5 separate regions of the Mus musculus genome follow, and regions 1, 3, 4 and 5 are each linked to region 2. Evidence: chromatin contacts called from public Micro-C and promoter capture Hi-C data. All regions are on one chromosome and are shown on one strand. The core of a region is the stretch at or near the end of the contact, and the rest is flanking DNA. Distances in the headings are between cores, read along the strand shown.

Region 1 (3,900 bases), core at 494-2,993, 910 kb before region 2:
AGTAATGATTGGATATAATTAAAAGTGCTTGTGGAAGTTCTTGGCTTTTAACTTAGCAGTTTTTGAGGGTCGCACTTCCTAATTTCATCCTTAGCTTTTCTGGATCACATAAGTGCAGGGCAGAAGAGGACTTTGACAGCACATTTTGAAGGAGAGTGCCCAGGCCATACAGGAAGATGGAGAGAGACGAGTTCCCAGGCTGTAAAACAGCTCCCCAGCACTTCCAACCGAAAGCCTTCCTTAGCTAAAGAAGGAGGTGCAAATGATAGTACAGTTAGTAGACTGCTTGCCTAGCCTACACAAAGCTCTGATTTAAGCCCTATCAGCACGAAAATTGGGCGTGGTGGCACACAACTGTAATCCCAGTACTAGGCAGGTGACAAACGGGATCATCAGAAATTCATGGTCATCCTTAACTACATACGGAGCCTGAGTCCAGCCTGTACTACATAAAACTGCCTCAAACAAAACAAACAAACAAACAAACAAACAAACAAAAAAGGAACGGGAGAAGTGGGGCGGGGATGGAGTTGAGGGCGCAGTCTGGGCCTGCCTATCCTTTGGTCCATTCCAGGAGGGGGTGGGGGCGGTATCTGGGTTGCATAGCAACCCAGGCTCCTGCTGCCGGATGTCTCACCACCCCCAGTGCCCCCGGCATTGGATCCCGCGGTCTCTGGCTGGAGGTCTGGTTGGTTCTGACCCCACCCTTTTCTCCCTCCCCGCCTAGCCCAGGCTCGGCGCCGGTCGGATCCCGCGCGAGCCTGGGAAGCAGTCTGGGCGCCCACTGCAACCTTAGCCTGTCTGAGATTCCCTAGCCATCCACGCCCCCAACCTGACCTAACTAGCTCTTCACTAAGACTTCCCATCTTAGTGTTCTGCGTGGGAGACGCGAGATAGGCATGAAGCGAAAGCTCTGGGCTCAGGCCAGGCTTTGCAGTCCCAGGCTGCTCCATTTGGTCTCTTGGAGCTCGTGGAGCGCCCACTGACTGCGCATGAATCGCGGCTAGCTTCCCAGCTGGGACTCTGTAATTATCTGTTAACTAGATGCATCCCCCTATGTGCTTATGAAATGAAAATGAACCAGTGTTTCTGTGCGGATTTCTTAGGATGTGATTACACAAAGTCCTCGCCGCTCAATTCTTTATAATAAAGCACATTTCAATCATTTTACATACACACACACCCAAATCTCTTCACGAAATTGTTGCCACTATTGTGACTTTCTTCCTGGGAGTATATCTGCTTCTGGATGGGTCCGCAAGTGCTTTCTGCCACACCTGACCCTAATGTCATTATATGAATATGTAGTAACACACACTTGCTTGGAAGAGTTTTGGTAGTAATCACTCCTGACAGCTCAGAGTATAGAACCCTGGCGGAGGTTCCAACATTGCCGCCTACTGGTTAGGCAGGCTCCAAGTCACACACCCCCATCCCCAGTCTTGTCTCAAGTTCTCCACCCGTAAACTCCAGGTCTAAAATTCTATCCACGTGGGTAAGGATGGATGCGCGACCCGCAGAAACACCCTGGCTGGCATCCTGCTTTCCCCAACTCTGAGAACATTATCCGGCCAGGCTCTGGACCCATACTGACTTAAAACACAACAGCAGTGGCTCTTGGACTTCTGTTTGCCCGCGCCCTGCGCCCCGCCCCCGCCAGTCTCCTCCCGCCCCGTCCGAGCTGCGCATGCGCCGCCCCGGGAGCGTGTTTTTATAAAAGTCCGGTTCGGGCCAGAAACTTCAATTTTGTTGCCTGGTGCAGCAGGTAGCAGTGAAACCTCTGAGGCGTTTGGTGCTCCGGTAACCACCACGGCTGTAGAGCGAGTGTTGCCATGGAACCGATCAGTGTGAGTGTAAGTCCACTTGCATCCTACTTTATAGTAAACGTGCAAACGTGTGAACTTAGAGCTCAGCCCCTTTAAGGAGCGGGTTGAAGCAACTAAAACCTTGAGGGGTGTCAGGGTCACAAGGAGGAGCGGGAACTAATTTTTTTTTATGTGTGTGAACATGGCTATAGGGGGAGGAAGATAGGAATATTTTTGCCAGTAAGTTGAGTGGGACGGGTTCAGATGGAGCTTTCCTAAGGTTGCTCTTGTTTCCCTCCCCCTTGAGTCCCGCGGCGCGCGCCGACTTGCACGCTGTTTGCAAACGTCCCAGTTTTTTGAAAAAGGGAGAAGGGCTTGCCCTCTGTCCCAAGACTCAGACCATCGTCTGGTCCTCCTGAAAACAGGAGTTTTCTTAGAGTTTCTTACATTGTGTGAATTTAGAGACTTTAGTCGGCACGCGTAGGCACTACATTCTGGGTGAGCTTCGAACCGGAGCGTCTTGGAGCGGTTCTTGGAGTTAGGAGTGCGGTTCTGAAATTCCATAGTGCAGACAGAGGAGCGCCCGTCTTCGGCGGGAAAAGTGAGCTAGTCTGCCGCGTCGCTTGCCTAGAGGGGGGGCACAAACTGCGGCAGCCGCGGAGAGAACGTCGCTTTGGGATGGAGCAGCAGCGCTTTGCGGGCATCCGACCCGCCACTTCCCCGCAGTGGCAAACGAACCTCCCGAGGTCGGGCTTGCCTTTAGGATCGTTCCTGAGAAAGGGTCATAAGTCTGTACCATGATGCTGCTGGCCATGACGGCGGTTGGGGACAGGAGGGCATGTTGGGACCGCACCTGGGTTGTGCCGGGTCGCCGGAGGGATGAACAGGTGCAAGCTCGGAGACTGTTTGACTGAGCCCCAGTGTTTAACCGTCGGTGGTTTCCTGAGCCTTTTGAAACCCCCTCGCTTAGGGAGGGTTTTGTTCTTTGGTGATTTTTTTTTTTTTTTCCGTTTCCTCCGGCGGCGCGCAATTCAAAGGCGCTCGCGCTGGAGCAGCCCAATCTGTCGCTCGCACCCGGAGGAACGATCCTGGCGCGCAGCCAGGAGGAACCCCTAGAACCGCTGTGTGTTGGTCGTAGACCTGGGTATGATGGGCAACGGTGCCAGCCCCTAGGTGGGTGACTCGGACATCGGGGTGCGCACGGTCTGGACCACTCCTGCTGCCTACCTCGGACTCCAGTAACTAACTGGGTCCGCTGCAGGATGGGAAGCGACCGGAAAGTGAGGAAGTGAAACTTGGGGGCGAAAACCACGGGGTACAGACCCCGTGACTTTCCCCACCCAGGACAGTGTGACTCTAACGTCCCAGATCCACCCAGTGATAAACATGGGTTTGGCAAGAGAGACCCACCTTCCAGAGAAGCGCCGCACGGGGTGAAGTAGGGGAGTGCTATTTGCTCCTTTCTAACACTCTGCTGACCCTAAACCCCCAAAGACCTTCACATTATCCAGCTTTCTTCACTACGCATGACTCGAAATGTAATAGTTTGTGTTAGACAGACGTGAGAAAAACAAGGTTTTGCGCCTAAAAAGCTAAGAGTCTTTGGGGGACCCCCACCGTCAAGCTCCGTCTTTCTTTCTTTCTTTCTTTCTTTCTTTCTTTCTTTCTTTCTTTCTTTCTTTCTTTCTTTCTTTCTTTCTTTCTTTCTTTCTTTCTCTCTCTCTCTCTCTCTCTCTCTCTCTCTCTCTCTCTCTCTTTCTTTCTTTCTTTCTTTCTTTCCTTCCTCCTTTGGCTAATCCTCATACAGAAATCCCATCTCCTTCAACACAGACTTTAACCCCACGCCGCTGGATACCACCGCACACAGTTTTGAGAGTGACTTCTTTGTTTGAATGGAGGATTTGTTTGTTTGGTTTGGTTGTGGGTTTTTTTGGCTTGGGTTTTTGTTTGTTTGTTTGTGGTTGGGGGGGGCTTTACTTTTTTTCCTCCGAGGTTTTTTTTTTGTCCTTTCCTCTCGTGGGCGGGGCAGGAGAGCTATTCAAGACTAAGCTGTGAAGTCCTTAGACTCTCAATGTCCTTTTGTTCTAAGCAAAGA
Region 2 (3,609 bases), core at 919-3,418:
GCATTCAAAGATGCCATCATATGCCATGTTCACATGTAAACACAGTTAAAATTCTAACGTGATTGGAAGAAGCACATTTTCACAGAACCGAAGATCCAGCTGGACTTCTGTACCTATCCCCCCTACCAAACTGGGGTGGCCTCAAAGAAAGCGCCTGCACTTCTCCACAACGTCCCCTAGGGGGTGGACGTGCTGCGAATTGGGCGGTTGCTGAAGCGGGAGGAAAGCCTATGAAACATTTAGCAAGGTGCCCGGCAAATGGTCTCCTTTCCAGGATGCAGCTAATATAGTCTCCCAGTGAAGAGGCAGGGGCTTGTAGTGGGGGAGCTGCAGCATAAAAGGCAAGAGAGGCTTACAACAGCTTTTGCTTCTGCTGAACCCCCTTCCTTCCCCTTCAAAGAAGAGACTTTGCTCGGGTACAGAAGGAGCATGATGAGCCCTAGTTTGCTCACCTGCACCGTTACACGCGTAGATGCTCTGGATGCAAAAACCAAGTGTGGAATCAGAACGATGATCCCTTTCTTCTAGAGAGCCTGCTGTGCAGCGTGTGTGTGCACTGGGGGTGCGGCGCCTGCAGAGAGGGAAGATGTTCCCGGAGAGGGGCATGTTTCAAGACTTCTAGCCAGACCTCAAGAACAATTGAATCACACAGCAAAGGAAAATGCTTGTTAAAATACCAAACAAATAAATGCACAAACAAACAGATTAGAGGTGGGGACGCAGCTCTGTGCTAAAGCCGGTGCTAGCTCTTCTGCTCCTGTCCCCAAGACCACAGTGAAAAAGAAAATATAATTTTCAAAAAAGCAGAATATTAGGAGGGGGATGAAGTCTAAAAGCCACTGCGTTAACGTTTCAGCCAACTCTGTTGCAGCCTGTGACATCGACCTCCACAGTGCTCAAGGCCTGGATATTTTTGTTCTTGGGGTGATTCTTTGACTACCGTTGAGAGGGCAGCCAATGGAATCATCTGGAACAAAAAAGAAAAAAGAAAAAGGAAAACAAAAACAAAACAAAAAACAACCCCCACAATCCAGGATGCGAGAGGACGGAGGGCTCTGTACATGTGAAGCATTTGTACCAAGAACAGCGTCAGGATCAGTGGTAAAAACTCTCTCTCTCTCTCTCTCTCTCTCTCTCTCTCTCTCTCTCTCTCTGTGTGTGTGTGTGTGTGTGTGTGTGTGTGTGTCTTAAGCCCAGTGAACATGGCGTTTAATTTTCTTTAAAGAAAAGAAGGGGCTGTTGAAAATTTCATTTTCTTCATAGGAAAAAAAAAAAAGGAGTGTTGAAATGACCTAGTTCGATGCTTTCAGTTTACAGTTGAAATTATTGTTTAAAAAAAACACAACGGAAGACCGAACTGGAGCCGAGATCACTCAGATCTGATCCCAACAAAATGTGACTCCCTTCTCATCTCTGGAACCCCACAGAGACATTTAAATCATATCCTGACTTCTATGTTCCCTGGCAGAGCGGAAACCAAGAAAGGAAACCGGTTACTCTCAAAAGAAAACAGGGTGGATTCCTTTAAATGAAGGAATTGGCATGTTAGAGTACTCAGATGAAATTTAGAGACTGATACCAACCTATTGATAAAATCTAGACTCTCTAGAGCTCGGATGTAAATGCAATCAATCGGGTCCCCAATCCGTTAGGCGGCCGGTTCGCCTGTGGGTCTTCCCCAGCCGGCCCTGTGGACCAGGTTGCAGCTTCGCTGGGGAGACCAGGCTCACTGCCCAAGTGTGGGAAGTTGTTATGGTCAGAGATGAAGAACAGGGGTGAGCATCCGCAGCAAGGGGACGGATCCTGAACGCTTAGAGAGGTTGACAGATGGATGGGAAAGGCCCAAGGATAGTCGTAATGGGAGGTCTGGGGGAGGGGGGGACAAGCCACGGTTCCAGCAGCACCTCAATCTAAGTTGGTGCAAGAGAGAAACTGAGATGAGAGTTAAAGCCATTTAAGGGCAGCAGATCCAGAGGCTGGGGAACAGGTGAATCCTGGTGCCTGCTTGGGCAGGCGGGGACAAGGTGCAATCCTTGTAGCCTGTGTGGCTCCGGGAGAGAAAAAAGGCCGGATGAGCTGCGATGCCCTCTCTCCTGCCCACGCGCGGCCACAGGCTCCGAGGACTGCAGAGTAATTAGGGTGGAAGGGTCCCTCCTGGGCACCAATCCGCGACGTGAGTGGGGGGCGCGTCCTCCGTCACGCCCTCACCCAGCCCTGCGCTACCCGCAGGCTGGTCCCCACGCCCCCTAACAGTTCCCTCAGCTTCCACGCGTCTGGACCGTCCGGGGCCCTCCCTCTCCACTCGCCTGGGTGCATCGATACCAGTGCCCGGGCTTAGCGCCTCGGGGCGGGTCCCTGCCGCCCGCACCTGCCCCCGGGGGCGGAGCGCAGCGGCGACAGCGCGGCACCAGCCTCCGCCACTCGGTGTGCTAGCGGCGGACCTGCCGCTCACCGCGGTACGGGCGAAGCTCTCTCTCGGTGCCCTCGGTCTCTGGCACTTTGGACTTCGTGTCTCCATCGTGGTCGGCTTCGCCTCGGGGGATCTGCAGCCCCGGCGCCATGGAGCCGGCTCTGGGCAGCGAGCGCCGCAGCCCCCCTGGCCCCGGAGTCCCGCGGCCGCCACCGCGGGGCCACGCGCCCTCGACCGCCGCCCCCGCCCCCAGCCCGGCTCCGATGAGCTCCTCTGTGCAGTCTGATGAGGAAAGGCAGCCACGGATCAGCGAGAGCGGCCAGTTCAGCGACGGGTTGGAAGACCGAGGTGAGCTACCACCGCCCCGCGCTCCTTCCTCTCCGCCCCTCTCAAGCCACCTGTCCCCTATTTGCGGAGCTTGGTGCAAAGAGCGGAAGCGACTATTCCACCTTTCGGGATCCATGAGGGTCGGGCAGCGGTGCCTCCCGAGAGCCTCTTTCAGTTTTCCGATCTCGGAGGGTGCTTAGGCCAGCCTTCTCCGGTGCTCGCGGGAAAAGTTTGCAGACAGGGTTCTTAGTGTCTTACGGGGGACCAAGGGATTCCTCTCGGTGCTGGGAGATGTGGGTTCCAAAGCATCCCGCTGCGCAAGCCCAGCCACCCGGGGAAAGTTATTATTATTATTAATTAATTTTTTTGGTTAGTGGCAGAGCACCCGGTAGGGTGACAGCTAGGGTCCCCTTAGCCTCTGGACGTGCGTGGGGCCGAAGCTCCCTGGATCCTGGGTCACAGCGGTCACCGCCCCATAGTGTGAGGGTGCTGGCAGAGAGGTTAGGATGTTTGGGGTCTGGCTACCAACCTGATCTGCACAGATGCTATCCGCGCTGATACTTCCTGGAGAGAGTGTGTCCAGCTCTGAGTCCTTCCTTGGACGCTGGCCTTGTACCCGGTGCGTCCCCTGGAAGGCATCACCATCTCCCGCTTACAACCACTGTCTCCTTAGTGGGGCTGCGTCGAACGTTAGGGATCCCTCATTCCCCCACCTGGCTCTCCTTCCCCATCCTGCTCTAGCGGCCTTCAGCTTGGGTTCTTTGCGAAGACGACCGCATCTACACCATTCCCCTTTCTTGCTGCTTCTTAATTGGCCCCCCTCGAAAACTATCAACGGTGCTGCTGAAACCGTTGCTGGCGGATTTGGGGGT
Region 3 (3,763 bases), core at 1,073-3,572, 570 kb before region 2:
ACCTATAATTCAAGCAGTTGGGAGTCTGAAGCAGAAAGATAACTGTGAGTTTGGGGCCAGCATTACACTACAAAGTAAGGGCCTACACACCTTTGATCCCAGTATTTGGGAGGTAGAGGAAGAGGTAGACTGATCTCTGTGAGTTCAAAGCCAGTCAAGGTTATAGTCAGACTCTGTACACTCAGCCCCAACACTGACTGTTAAAATGTAAAAATGTTAACCTGTTGTGTTGCACACGTCTGTAATCACAACACTTGGGAGCAGAGAATCAGGATTTCAAGGTCAGCCTGGGCTATATGAAATCCTGTCTCAAAAAAAAAAAAACCAAACCAAACCAAACCAAATAAAATACCACACAAGAAACCCAAAAATCCTAGAATAGAAAAACCAAGCAAACAGTTTTTGTGAGACTGGCCCAAGTTACTTACAACTTTGGACCTAAGTGGTTCAACTACAAAAACAAGACAATAAAACTACCTTTCCCCCCAGAACTATTGAAATTTTGTGTGGAACACAGTTTAAAATGTTGTAAACTGCGGCTAGAGAGATAGCTCAGTGGTTAAGAGCAGCTGCTCTTTCAGATGACCTGAGTTCAATTTCTAACCTGAGTTCAATGTCGTGTTCTTTCCATTTTCATGTGACTACTATTCTTACTGGATTACAAGATTAATTTATTAATTTAATTTAAAGTATAATTCAATATAGCCTAAGTAATTTATGCTTTTCTAATTAACAGCAAGCATCAAGTTGAAAAGTTAGCATAACAAAACAGACATTTAAAATTTAAAATGCTCAAATTCACATGTCAGTTTTTTTTTTTTTCCCACAGAGATGAACAAAGTTACAGAACTCTTAAAAGCCATGGGTCAATTATGAGTAACTGTTACTGAACACAAGTGACTGAAGAAATTAATAGTTGTCACTTCAGATTAATAGTTGTCACACAAACTGGTCCATGTATCAAGAATGTACAAAACTATAGAAGCAGATGGTTGACTGCGGATATACAAGACTTCAGCAATAAAACAGGAGGCTATGGAACCAACTGATTTAGAGCAATATGGGGTAAATGAGTTGGCACATGTCTGGAAAACTACATTTTAGGTTAGAAGAGAGGAAGAATCAGGACTGAGTATGTACTTTAAAAACTATGTTAAAAGTTAAAAAAAAAAAAGGTCAACTTGTAATAAAGTAATTATTGCACCTCAGTTCCCTCTGAGTACTATGATAAAAGAGTACCATCTGTGAGCTCAAGTTTATGTTTCGGGAACATTCTAAGACATCAGGTGGTTTCTTTGTGGCTTACCGATGACACAGCTTTCTTGACAGCTCACAACTTTCTAGACCCAGTTGTCTGCCTAGTGGCCTGTCCCAACCACACCCGCACACCAAGAATTAAAAGGTCCAAGCTGCCAGAAGAGGAGATCCCAGAGGACCAAGAAGGGGAACACCAGGGCTGGGGGTCTTGGGGGGGGGGGTCTGCCTGCGACAACCCGATTGCCAAGGCCTGCAGGGCGCGACTCCTCGCAGGGTTCAGTGATTGGGGACAGGGCCTGGACGCGCTTCCCACACAGATGCAGACAGGTCACGCCGGAGTCCCCAACAGACCCCAGAAGCACCAAGTGGCACTGGGCCCGCCCGCGGCCTGGAGAGGCTTGGCGTCTGGGTCGGCCCCGCAGCGGAGCAAGCCTGGAGCCTTATAAAAAAAAAAAAAAAAAAAAAAAAAAGCTGTACTGGCCCGGACAGGAGACGAGCGGCCCCGAAGAGACCGAGTGGACTGGGCGACAGGGTCTTAGGCTGTCTGAGCCCGGCCCACCTTAGCTCCTCCTGCCTAGCTCACTCGACGCTAACGAGAATCCAGAACAAGATCAAAGCGCCACCGTTCTCGGGCCCTCTCCCCAGTCACCTGCCACGAACACCACGAAGACCGCGCCGCTCCTCTTAGCAGACGCGATGGCCGCCGGGATGGCGCCCTGGAACCACAGCATCGTCCCCTTCAGGCCCAGGCGCTCGCTCGGTGTGTCGTCGCCGCGGTGCCACAGCCGACCCCGCCCTCCTGGTTCTTTGGCCTCGTGGCCCCGGCAACCACCGGCTAATCCGGGCCCCGGTCTGAGGACCCAGCCAGCCCGTACGCCCGACAGCCACCCCCTGGGGACGCGCACCGGAGCGCGCTTGGCAAGAAAAGTACGCCCCTGTGTCACGTGACGACGACACTCCTCGTCAGGGGTCGCGCGCCCCGGTGCCTGGTCGGCTAGGTAAGTCCGTAAGTGCGCGCCCCCGCGAAGCCTCGGGTTCCGACTCCAGGAAGTGGAAGGAAGTATCAGGAAGGATGACTAACCGCTACGGCACGTTGACGTCGCCTGCAGTGAGGCTTCCTGGGAATTGTAGTCTTCCGAGGCTTGTTAATTTGCGGAAAGGTAAACTGTGGGCTCAAAGCATGGCGAGAGTGAGCATAGTGAGCACATCAACGCTGTAAGAGTAAATGCTAGGTATCGAGTTGCTGTCACCCTCTGACTTCTGCAAGCAATCTGCTCCACAAATAAACAAGCTTTACGGGGCTTGACCCGAAGCCTTTGGTTTTTATTTAATTTGACCCTGTGAAAAAGATGGGATTCAGAGGGGCGTGGCAAACCACGCATTTAATCCCAGCAATCCGAAAGCAGAGGCCTGCCTGCCTGTATGAGATGGACAGCTTAGTCTACAAGGTGAGTTCCGCGGACTGTCAGGATTTGTACAGAGACCCTGAATAACAAACAAACAAACAAACAAACAAAAACCAACCAACCAACTTACCAAAAACCCCAAACAAACAAAAGAAAAAGACCGGCTAGAGGTACAACAGTGTTCCTCCTCGCCCGCCTCCCACCCCGCAGTACCACATAGGCCCCTTATCTGAAGGGTAAGCGAAGTGGCAGAATGCTGGCTTTTGGCTATAATGTGCATTTACTAACTGGATCACATTGTAAAACCTTCAGCCACTATGCTATGCTATTGAAAAAACTTATTTATTTTTAATTCTGTGAAGACAATCCTCCTACCTGTACCATCCAGCGTGTACCATCTTGGCTGGCTGTACTTAACTTGTATGAATATCATGTAAAGAAAATATTTCTGTTGTTTCCTTGAGTGATAGAGTAAAGAAAGTCTAAATGGAGTAGAATCAACTTGTGTATAGGCCAGTAAGAAAATAAATTAATAACTATGTAAGGTTTATGGATGCATACGAAATCAAAATGGAAGAAAAAACATTTGCACAAGTTTCTAGTGTTTGGTTTCGGACTTGGGGACAAGGGACTGAGGTGCATATTTTCCACACCAAAGCAGACCTGGCCTCCAGGTTCTCCCAGCATCCCTCAGTCCATACCCTGCCTCCAACTTTGAACTTCCCAGTCCAGATCTCTCTCTCTCTCTCTCTCTCTCTCTCTCTCTCTCTCTCCTTGCCCATTCCCACTCCCCCCCCTTCTCTCTTACTATATATCTTCCTCCACTAGCTGCTCCCCTCTCCCTGGTGGCAACTTCCTTGGCCTTGATCCTTGGGGCCAGTGAACTCGCCGACCGAGAGCGGTTTCCCAAAAACCTGCCTTTAATATAATCTAATCTGGCTTAAATTGGCCAATTTCTCCTATCTTCCTTCAAATATATATATATATTTAACTACTTTGATATCCCTTTTCTGCTTCGAAGGCAGATACAAGTGACTAATACAAAGCAGCATTAGTGGCAGGACGTGGAAACAGCTACCCCAGTTCGTGAGCACCTCCAT
Region 4 (3,552 bases), core at 920-3,419, 680 kb before region 2:
ATGCTATAACTTTTCAGTCACCCTTAATGCTCTAATCCTCCCTCTCTCCCGCTTTCTCTGTCTTGCCTTCCCTCTCCCAGAGTAAAAGCTCAACACCACAGGGGCTGTCTCCAGTTGTCTTCCCTTGCGTAGCATTTGTGATCTGTTATTCTCCTTTCTAGAGCGTGTTCTACAACTTTGCTGATTTCTGCTGTTATTTCTAACAATATACACACATCTAAGGATTCAGAACTAGTATCCACAAACCATCCAGTCTCTCTGGAGTTGGGTTATCTGACTCAGAAAAACAGTTTTCATTTATTTATTTATTTATTTATTTATTTATTTATTTATTTATTTATCTATTTAAGGCAGGGTCTCACTTTGTAGCACTAGCTAGCTGGTCTGGAGCTTTTAAGGAAAAAAAATGTAACAAAACACACACCACACACTCACACTATCAACTAAACCTGGGCATCTGGGCACACTTGTGAAGGGTTTTCTTGGTTGGATTCTGTGACGTGAGAAGATTTACCTTAAATCTGCATCTTTTGTAATCAGAAGACCCACACCCTAAAAGCCCCGGAGTGGTTTTTGGAAGGCAAGGGCAGCTGGATCTCTTGACTTCAAGGCCAGCCTGGTCTACAAATCAGGTTCCAGGAAGCCAGGATTACTACACATAGAAATACTGGCGCACGCCTTTAATCCCAGCACTCGGGAGGCAGAGGCAGGCAGATTTCTGAGTTCGAGGACAGCCAGGGCTACACAGAGAAACCCTGTCTCGAAAAAAACAAAAAAACAAAAAAAAAAAGAAAAAAAGAAAAAGAAAAGAAATACTCTCTCTAAAAATAAAAAGGCCCATCCAATATCTGGGCCACACCTGGTGACAGCATACCTAAAATGACACAGAAGGAAGCCTTTTGTGCGTTTGCCTGCCTGTCCTCACTCTCACTGGCAAGTCCATCTATCATCCTGCTGCTGAGGCAGCAATTAATGTATTAGAACCTGTTTCTTCAGGACTCCCAACATTTAATGAAAACCTGCTAAGACATCCAGCCTTGTGGGCTGAACCACCATCTGCTTGGCGTTTTTATTGGAAGACAGCCACTGTTGAGCTAGCCAGACAACAGCCTGTATGCTAAACTTAGTAAATCCTGTGTGTGTGTCTTTATCAGTTTTGTTTCTCTAGAAAGCCCCAGGATTCTCACTCAGTGAAGGCTACATTTGGAGTTGGCAAAGGAGGGAGGGATTTGAGGCTTCAAGTCTTCAACACCTTCAATTGCAGATCTCTATAGTATATTTCCTAATAGATTATAAAAGTATTAATTTTATATACTCTGCCTGGCATTAAATTTTTAACATCCAGTAAGCCTCGAAAAAGTGACTTATTTATTCTGGTCCAGGTTTACTGTGTCCTGGAAGCCCAGGATAAAAGTGCTGGTGGTGAAACAAGTTATCAGCACTAAGCTATCAAAGTCGAGGAGGGACTGGCAATGTGGATCATTTACTAGCAAGGTAGTCCTTGTTCTACACTCAGAAGGCTTTAGGTTCAGTCCCAGCACCACGTGAACCCAGAATTCAAGGCCAGCCTGGGCTATGTGAGACCCTCTCAGTTTAAAAAAGAAAAGAAAGTCAAATGGTATGCAGATTGTCAGAATATATCTATCTCTGTCTTTTTAAGTGTATGTGTATGCACATGTGTTCTTAGAAGTCAGAAGAGGGTATCAAAGTCGCTAAGCTGGAGTTAAAGGTGGTGACTGTCTCATGTAGCTGCTAAGAAACAAGCTTGGGTCCGCTGCGGAATGAGTTACTCTCTAAGCCTTTGCTCCTGTCCTCCACCTGACTTTTAAGGGGCTCTCTCCTGTAGTTTGGTTTGCTCATACCTTACTTCCTCCAGATGCACAATTCACAGTAGGTTTAACCCTGAGTGACCAAAAACAAAACAAAAAAACCCAAAAAAGTCTATACATAAACTCTGGGGGTAAAGGGAGAGAGGGAGGGGTTAGCTCCTCAAGCCAAAACAACCAGAGGGTGGGTGCGACTACATTGCGCATGGGCAAAAGCTTCATGGCGTATGCTTTTGGCGCGAAAAGTGCGTGCGGTGGGCGGGGCTCTGTACGGAACCGCCATTGATTGGACGGGTTTGGCGCGAAGTAGCTCAGCTCCTACCCTGTTATTGGCTGAGGTGAGAGGGCGGGGCTAGCCGGAGGCGCGCGCGAAGTGGCAGCGCGGAAGGAGCTACGCGTGGAACCTGCGGCCGGGCTATCTGCAGCTGCGGACTCTCCTCCGCGGTGGTCTTCCCTCAGCAGCGCGTACTCTCGGCGCCGCCATGGACCTCGCAGCGGCCGCGGAGCCCGGCGCCGGAAGCCAGCACCCGGAGGTGCGCGACGAGGTGGCCGAGAAATGCCAGAAGCTGTTCCTAGACTTCCTGGAAGAGTGAGTGGCCTCCGGGGGCTCGCGGGCCGGGCGGAGACCGGGGCCATGTGTGCTCCGGAAGGGATGGGCCCCGGCCCGGCGGGAATCCGAAGCCTCCTCGACTCCTTTCTTCACCGCAGCGCTCCCTTGTGTCATACTGTGCTGCTTTTTCATTACGTTTCTAAAACAGGGTTTCGAACTCGCTGTGTAGCCAAAGATGATTTTGAACTTGTAATCCTCCAGCCTCCGCTTAGCTTGTGCTGGAATGACAGATGTGCACCGCCATGACTAGTTGGGGCGATGCTGGGAATGAATCCCAGCAGGACTCACGTCGCAACCCAGTGAGGCCAGAGTTTGGTTTTTTGGGAGGTGGGGGGGGGGGGGGGGGGCGTTACCTCTTGAGTAGGGTTGGGCACACAGCCCAGAACCAGGAGCTTGCAATGCAAGCAAACCTGGGCCAGCTCGTTCTAACAGGAATCTATGGCTTGATGACTGTTCAGTGAAATGAGTTCTGCCCTATATAATGAAAGAATTGTTCTAGACATCTAGCTGCCTCCTTCCCATCCCTCCCTCCGCTTCTAGCACCTAGCAGCAACCACATACCAGTGTGCTCCTTACTCTTCCGCCTCCAATAGTAAACAATTCTTTTCTTTTTCTTTTTAAAGATTATGTCAGTATATAACAAAAACTTAAGAGTTTTGACCTTTTGGGAGTGTACAACAAGCATCTTGAGGTGCATTCAACTTGTACAATGATCCCTGTTTGAAACTCTTCCAACTCTACCTACTAAATAGTTAGAGCCTCTCTAACTCTCCTAGCCTCCTGACACCTGCCACACTTCTAACATTGAACTGGATCACTATAGGTGCCTCCGATAAGTGTGTGTGGCTAATTTTGCTAGACATGCAGCTTATTGTAATCAAGGGTTTGCCTTTTAAGGCAGAATAAAATGACATGGCACGCGTATACTGGTTACCACATATTGCTGATCTAGTCGTCCTTTTGGCTCTACAGCTATCTTTTGAAGTTCTGCTATACTTAAAACTGTAAGCAGGCCAGTGTTGGGCACAAGCCAGCGGTAGACGGATCCTATGAGTTCAAGGCCAGCCTGGTCTACAAAGTGAGTTCCAGGACAGAGCTCAGGGCTACATAGAAAGT
Region 5 (3,950 bases), core at 290-2,789, 740 kb before region 2:
AACAAGAAACAAACAAACAAAAGGAGTCTTGTGGACACACTGAAATATGACAATTCCACCCTACCAAATGACAATAGAATTTATATGTTGCCTTCTGTCGATCAGGGCATACATTAGTACTAAGGCTAAGAGAATAAATACTTCTTTTAGAAATGGAGCCAATTCAGATGCTTTCTGCATTGGAATCCCTTGACTATAATGGAATGTGCTATTGACCATAAGTATTCACTATCATTCCCTAAGGAATGAATACATTCTTCTGTTTTGAGCAAACAGTAGCAGATTAAGATGTGTCTCTTCTCGGCAGTCAGCCTGCGTCAAGTAGAAAGATCAGCTCAGGATCCTGGCCAGAACCATCAGTAATCATTTTATTGCCAATGGTTTATATAACGCTTAGCACAAAGCACATATTTATAACCACTGATGAGTTAATTGAACCATATTTTCCCCCACCTATAACTACATAGTAAACTACACTTCTGGAGCCACCATATCTATCTTACCTGGATTCCAGATCTAAGTAAAATCTTACCTGGATTCCAGATCTAAGTAAAGTTATTCCCAGAGAGCTTTCATTTGAGGGGATAAGGTAGGGTTGGGGAGGAGGGTCCAATTGTATCCTGTTAACAAGTATTGACCATGACATTTTATGTCAAGATAAGACACTACAGACAGCTAAAATGTGACAAAGACGGCTAAAGCTTGTGTCCAGCACCGGAAGTAGTATGTAATCAAGTCTTCAAATTTCATCCCAACAAACTTTTCCTTCTTGGTTGTTGTTTTAAGATAGAGTCTCACTACGCAAACAAGGCTGGCCTCTGCTTCCTGAGTGCTGTTAACTGCAGGCCCGAATTACCAAAGCCCACATTCAATAAAAACGACAGCATTTTTCAAAAGTCTAATTTAGGGAAGATTCACCCATTAGACAACCAACACTATACTATGCATTGCCTTTCACAACACAACAAGTCAAGGAAAACCTGTAGGCTATTGCTTTTAAAACAGTACTCCATCCTGCCTTAGGAGCCTACCTGCCTACCTCTAACACAGCATCCTGCCTTCCCACACAGAGCAGGTTGCCCAGAGACCTCCTCTGACCCAAGAGACAGGCTTCCACAGGGCAGTGAAGGCATCAATTCCAAAAGCGGAGATCCCAGCTGGCAGGACGCGAGACAAGCTGTCTGCCAGGGAGGGTGAAACAATGATACTCACCCCACCCCCAACTCCCTGTCTCTAAATATACAAGTAAGCAAGCTCGTGGTGTTTCACACTCTTAATCCCAGCACTCAGGGAGCAGAGGCAGGAGGATCCTCGTGAGTTCCAGGCCAGACAGCATTACACAGACCCTGTCTTTAAAATAATTAGAATTAAATTTAAAAAGAGGGACTCTGGGAGCAAGGGGAAGACAATTAACTGGAATGAAGTTAGACCAAGAGGGTAGGTATGTCAAGAGGCTCTGCAGGGAAGATTCCTCGGAGCCTATCCTGCGAGACCACACCCACTTCTGGGCCACGCCCCATGACTCCCGTGGGCGGGGCAGAGGGAGGAGCTGGCGGCGGCGCGCGAGAGCTCGCTGTGGCTCTCGCGATATTTCCGAAGCCAAGGTTCCACGCGGAGACTGGGGGCTTAGAACCCGGGCTGGGAGGGCGAGACTGTGCGGGAGGGAGCCGCTTCTTAGCCTGTCCTACGGAAGCCTGCGAGGGAGGGTGGTATCCACTCCCCAAATCCAGTGTCCTGATGCCCAGCACCAACGCCAGCCGTAAGGGTCAGGAGAAGCCGCGGGAGATCGTGGACGCGGCGGAAGTGGGTTTCCTCCTTTCCCCCCGGGTCGGGGAGTGCGCTGAGGGAGGGAGTGGGGCGATCCGGGCGCCGCTTCCGTAGCTCCCGTCAGCGCTTTACTCGCAGGCCGCGGCGTGGGGTGTCGCGTCGCAGGCCAGTGCTCCCGAGGACCCCAGGGGCCGTGCCTGGGCTCGCGGCCTCAACTACTCGGGACTGTTAACTCTTGGGACCGTGGCCTGGAAGAACCGTGTTCCTGGGGGTGGGGGGACAGGCAAACGTGGGCGCTCGCGGAACCGGAAGTAGCTGCGGCGAGGTTCACTCGAGCCTTCCTAGGTTAGCACGTCCTGCACGGAACACACCAGCCCAGTCCCCGGACATTTCTGATAAAGCACCACTAATCGATACCCTCAGCCCTCATAATGTTCTGGCCAGTAAAGACAGCCCTTTGCAGCACGAGCTGCCAGTGTATTTAATGACTTTTCCTTGTGACAGCTGCCAACACGTGTTATCTTGGTTTCCTTTCTCAGTGACTCTGTGAGGTAGGGTAGTGCAATTCCCAGAGATAACCCTCAGTGATCCATAGCACTTTGCAGAAGTCAAGGTTTGAAATCCTCTAAGTTAGGTGTTTGTAGTAATACTTAAGTCTTAATCTTTTCCTGGCTCCTAATTTTTTGGTGGAGGAATTCAGCATTTGCTAACTACATCATAACTCAGAATAATAAGTTACTATTTAGTTCTGCTGAAATGTGAGTACTAAATAGAAACAATAACACTTTTTTTTCTTATTTTCACCCCCCTTTGGTTCAAATGCACCACCTATTTATGGCACATACCATTATGTGACAGTTCTCTCATATTGAAGAAACAATTTCAACAAGAGAATGTAGAAGAACAGAAACTGTTTCAGACATCTTTCAAAACTACCTTGTTAAAAAAAAATTTAAGGAAATTATTTTTGTGTGTTAGTGTGTCTAATTGTATAAATTATCAACACACCATTGTAAGTAGTATAGGTATAAGATACAGTATATGGTAGACATTATAATAGAGTTCTATAAATAAATGGAAGGAACTTAAGAACATTGTAGAGGTAAGGTAAGATAAAATGAAAGACTACGTAACTGTTTAATAAGTGTAGTTTATAGCCTGAACTTCAGCTCCTCTTCCTAACTTACTCCATGAAATTTGATAATATTGCCATTCTCAAACTATGTAACCTGTTATTAGTTGTAGAAATAGGAGGCAGGTGAATTTTCTGGTCGTGTTTTACAAAAGGAAAGTTGTAGTTAGCGTGTATCAAACAGCTCCGATTTCTAACAAGTGAACATCTGGTGCTCAGAAACCTTACCCAAAGCGTTGGTTCTCTTTGAACACCTCTTCCTGTGATAGGAAGTTAATAAAACTGTAGGACTTCATCTTACTCCCTTCACAGGGCAAATTTATATCTCTTCTTTGAAGTAGATTAATCTCCCTTGGAATAAGGTAGTTAAGAAGCATTCTATGCATGTGTAAGTTATACCTGGGAGTACTATTATGCATGATATATCTATGCACATATGTAAATATAATAAATATATAACCAGAAACTGGGTGCTTTTTTTCTTTGTAGTAAGCACATACATAAGTGAACAAATTTCCATATTTAAAATGGCTGAGTTTAAAAGTGTACTTTTGGAAATTAATACAAATTTATTTGTAGTTCTAGGTACTTGTATTTATGTATTTAAATTAAAAGTCATTTTACCAAAAAATTTTTTTCCCTAGGATTATGCTAAAGAGAGATATGGGATATCTTCTATGATACAATCACAAGAAAAGCCAGGTTAGTATTTTCCTTGTAATTCTAGAATACTTCATGAAGTTTAAAATAGGGTTGACTAAAGGTTTATGGATGTTAACACACTCTGTAAATATTATCAGCCTGTAGGTCTTAATCTGGAAAAGAATATGTTTGTTTGTTTGTTTGTTTGTTTGTTTGAGGCAGAGTCTTGTGAATTAGAATTACCCAGGCTGGTCTTGAACTCTGTGTGGCAGAGAGTGACTTTTAACTGCTGACTTCCCCTCTACCCCTCTGAGTGCTGATTTATAACTAGCATGTACCACCAATCCAATCAGTTCTAATTTTTAAATTTTTGGTTTGTTTGTTGAAACTGGATTTCTTTGTAGTCCTG

What was found. Promoter capture Hi-C pulls out the DNA fragments that hold promoters and counts their contacts. Hi-C and Micro-C count contacts between places; a contact is called where the count stands out from the background.
Region 1: a contact with region 2 is called in a promoter capture Hi-C map of embryonic stem cells, with 3 times the contacts expected there. The contact joins the promoter of Cxcr4 here to the promoter of Tmem163 in region 2. A contact is called at or near these places in 3 of 39 promoter capture datasets (the 3T3-L1 cell line, embryonic stem cells and pre-B cells), 2 of 484 Hi-C or Micro-C datasets (both in embryonic stem cells) and 1 of 115 datasets of contacts at active chromatin or transcription factors (embryonic stem cells).
Region 3: a contact with region 2 is called in a promoter capture Hi-C map of pre-B cells. The contact joins the promoter of Ubxn4 here to the promoter of Tmem163 in region 2. A contact is called at or near these places in 4 of 39 promoter capture datasets (embryonic stem cells, liver, pre-B cells and 1 more) and 2 of 484 Hi-C or Micro-C datasets (both in embryonic stem cells).
Region 4: a promoter capture Hi-C map of pre-B cells shows a contact between it and region 2, with 3 times the contacts expected there. The contact joins the promoter of Mcm6 here to the promoter of Tmem163 in region 2. A contact is called at or near these places in 3 of 39 promoter capture datasets (the 3T3-L1 cell line, hippocampal neurons and pre-B cells).
Region 5: a Micro-C map of embryonic stem cells shows a contact between it and region 2, with 4 times the contacts expected there. The contact joins the promoter of Dars here to the promoter of Tmem163 in region 2. A contact is called at or near these places in 1 of 484 Hi-C or Micro-C datasets (embryonic stem cells) and 1 of 115 datasets of contacts at active chromatin or transcription factors (T-cell acute lymphoblastic leukemia).

The regions. Positions count from the first base shown.
Region 1 is chr1:128,590,142-128,594,041 of GRCm38.p6, reverse strand. It overlaps Cxcr4 (chemokine (C-X-C motif) receptor 4), which reads left to right and starts at 1,743. Exons shown (of 2, transcript NM_009911.3): 1 at 1,743-1,853. The coding sequence starts at 1,833.
Region 2 is chr1:127,676,580-127,680,188 of GRCm38.p6, reverse strand. It overlaps Tmem163 (transmembrane protein 163), which reads left to right and starts at 2,168. Exons shown (of 8, transcript NM_028135.2): 1 at 2,168-2,758. The coding sequence starts at 2,560.
Region 3 is chr1:128,242,696-128,246,458 of GRCm38.p6, reverse strand. It overlaps Ubxn4 (UBX domain protein 4), which reads right to left and starts at 2,322. Exons shown (of 13, transcript NM_026390.3): 1 at 1,907-2,322. The coding sequence starts at 1,988. Gm41949 (a long non-coding RNA gene) reads right to left here and starts at 1,900. Exons shown (of 2, transcript XR_878509.3): 1 at 1,817-1,900; 2 at 1-1,696.
Region 4 is chr1:128,358,322-128,361,873 of GRCm38.p6, reverse strand. It overlaps Mcm6 (minichromosome maintenance complex component 6), which reads left to right and starts at 2,169. Exons shown (of 17, transcript NM_008567.2): 1 at 2,169-2,415. The coding sequence starts at 2,309.
Region 5 is chr1:128,415,005-128,418,954 of GRCm38.p6, reverse strand. It overlaps Dars (aspartyl-tRNA synthetase), which reads left to right and starts at 1,539. Exons shown (of 16, transcript NM_177445.5): 1 at 1,539-1,803; 2 at 3,544-3,601. The coding sequence starts at 1,738.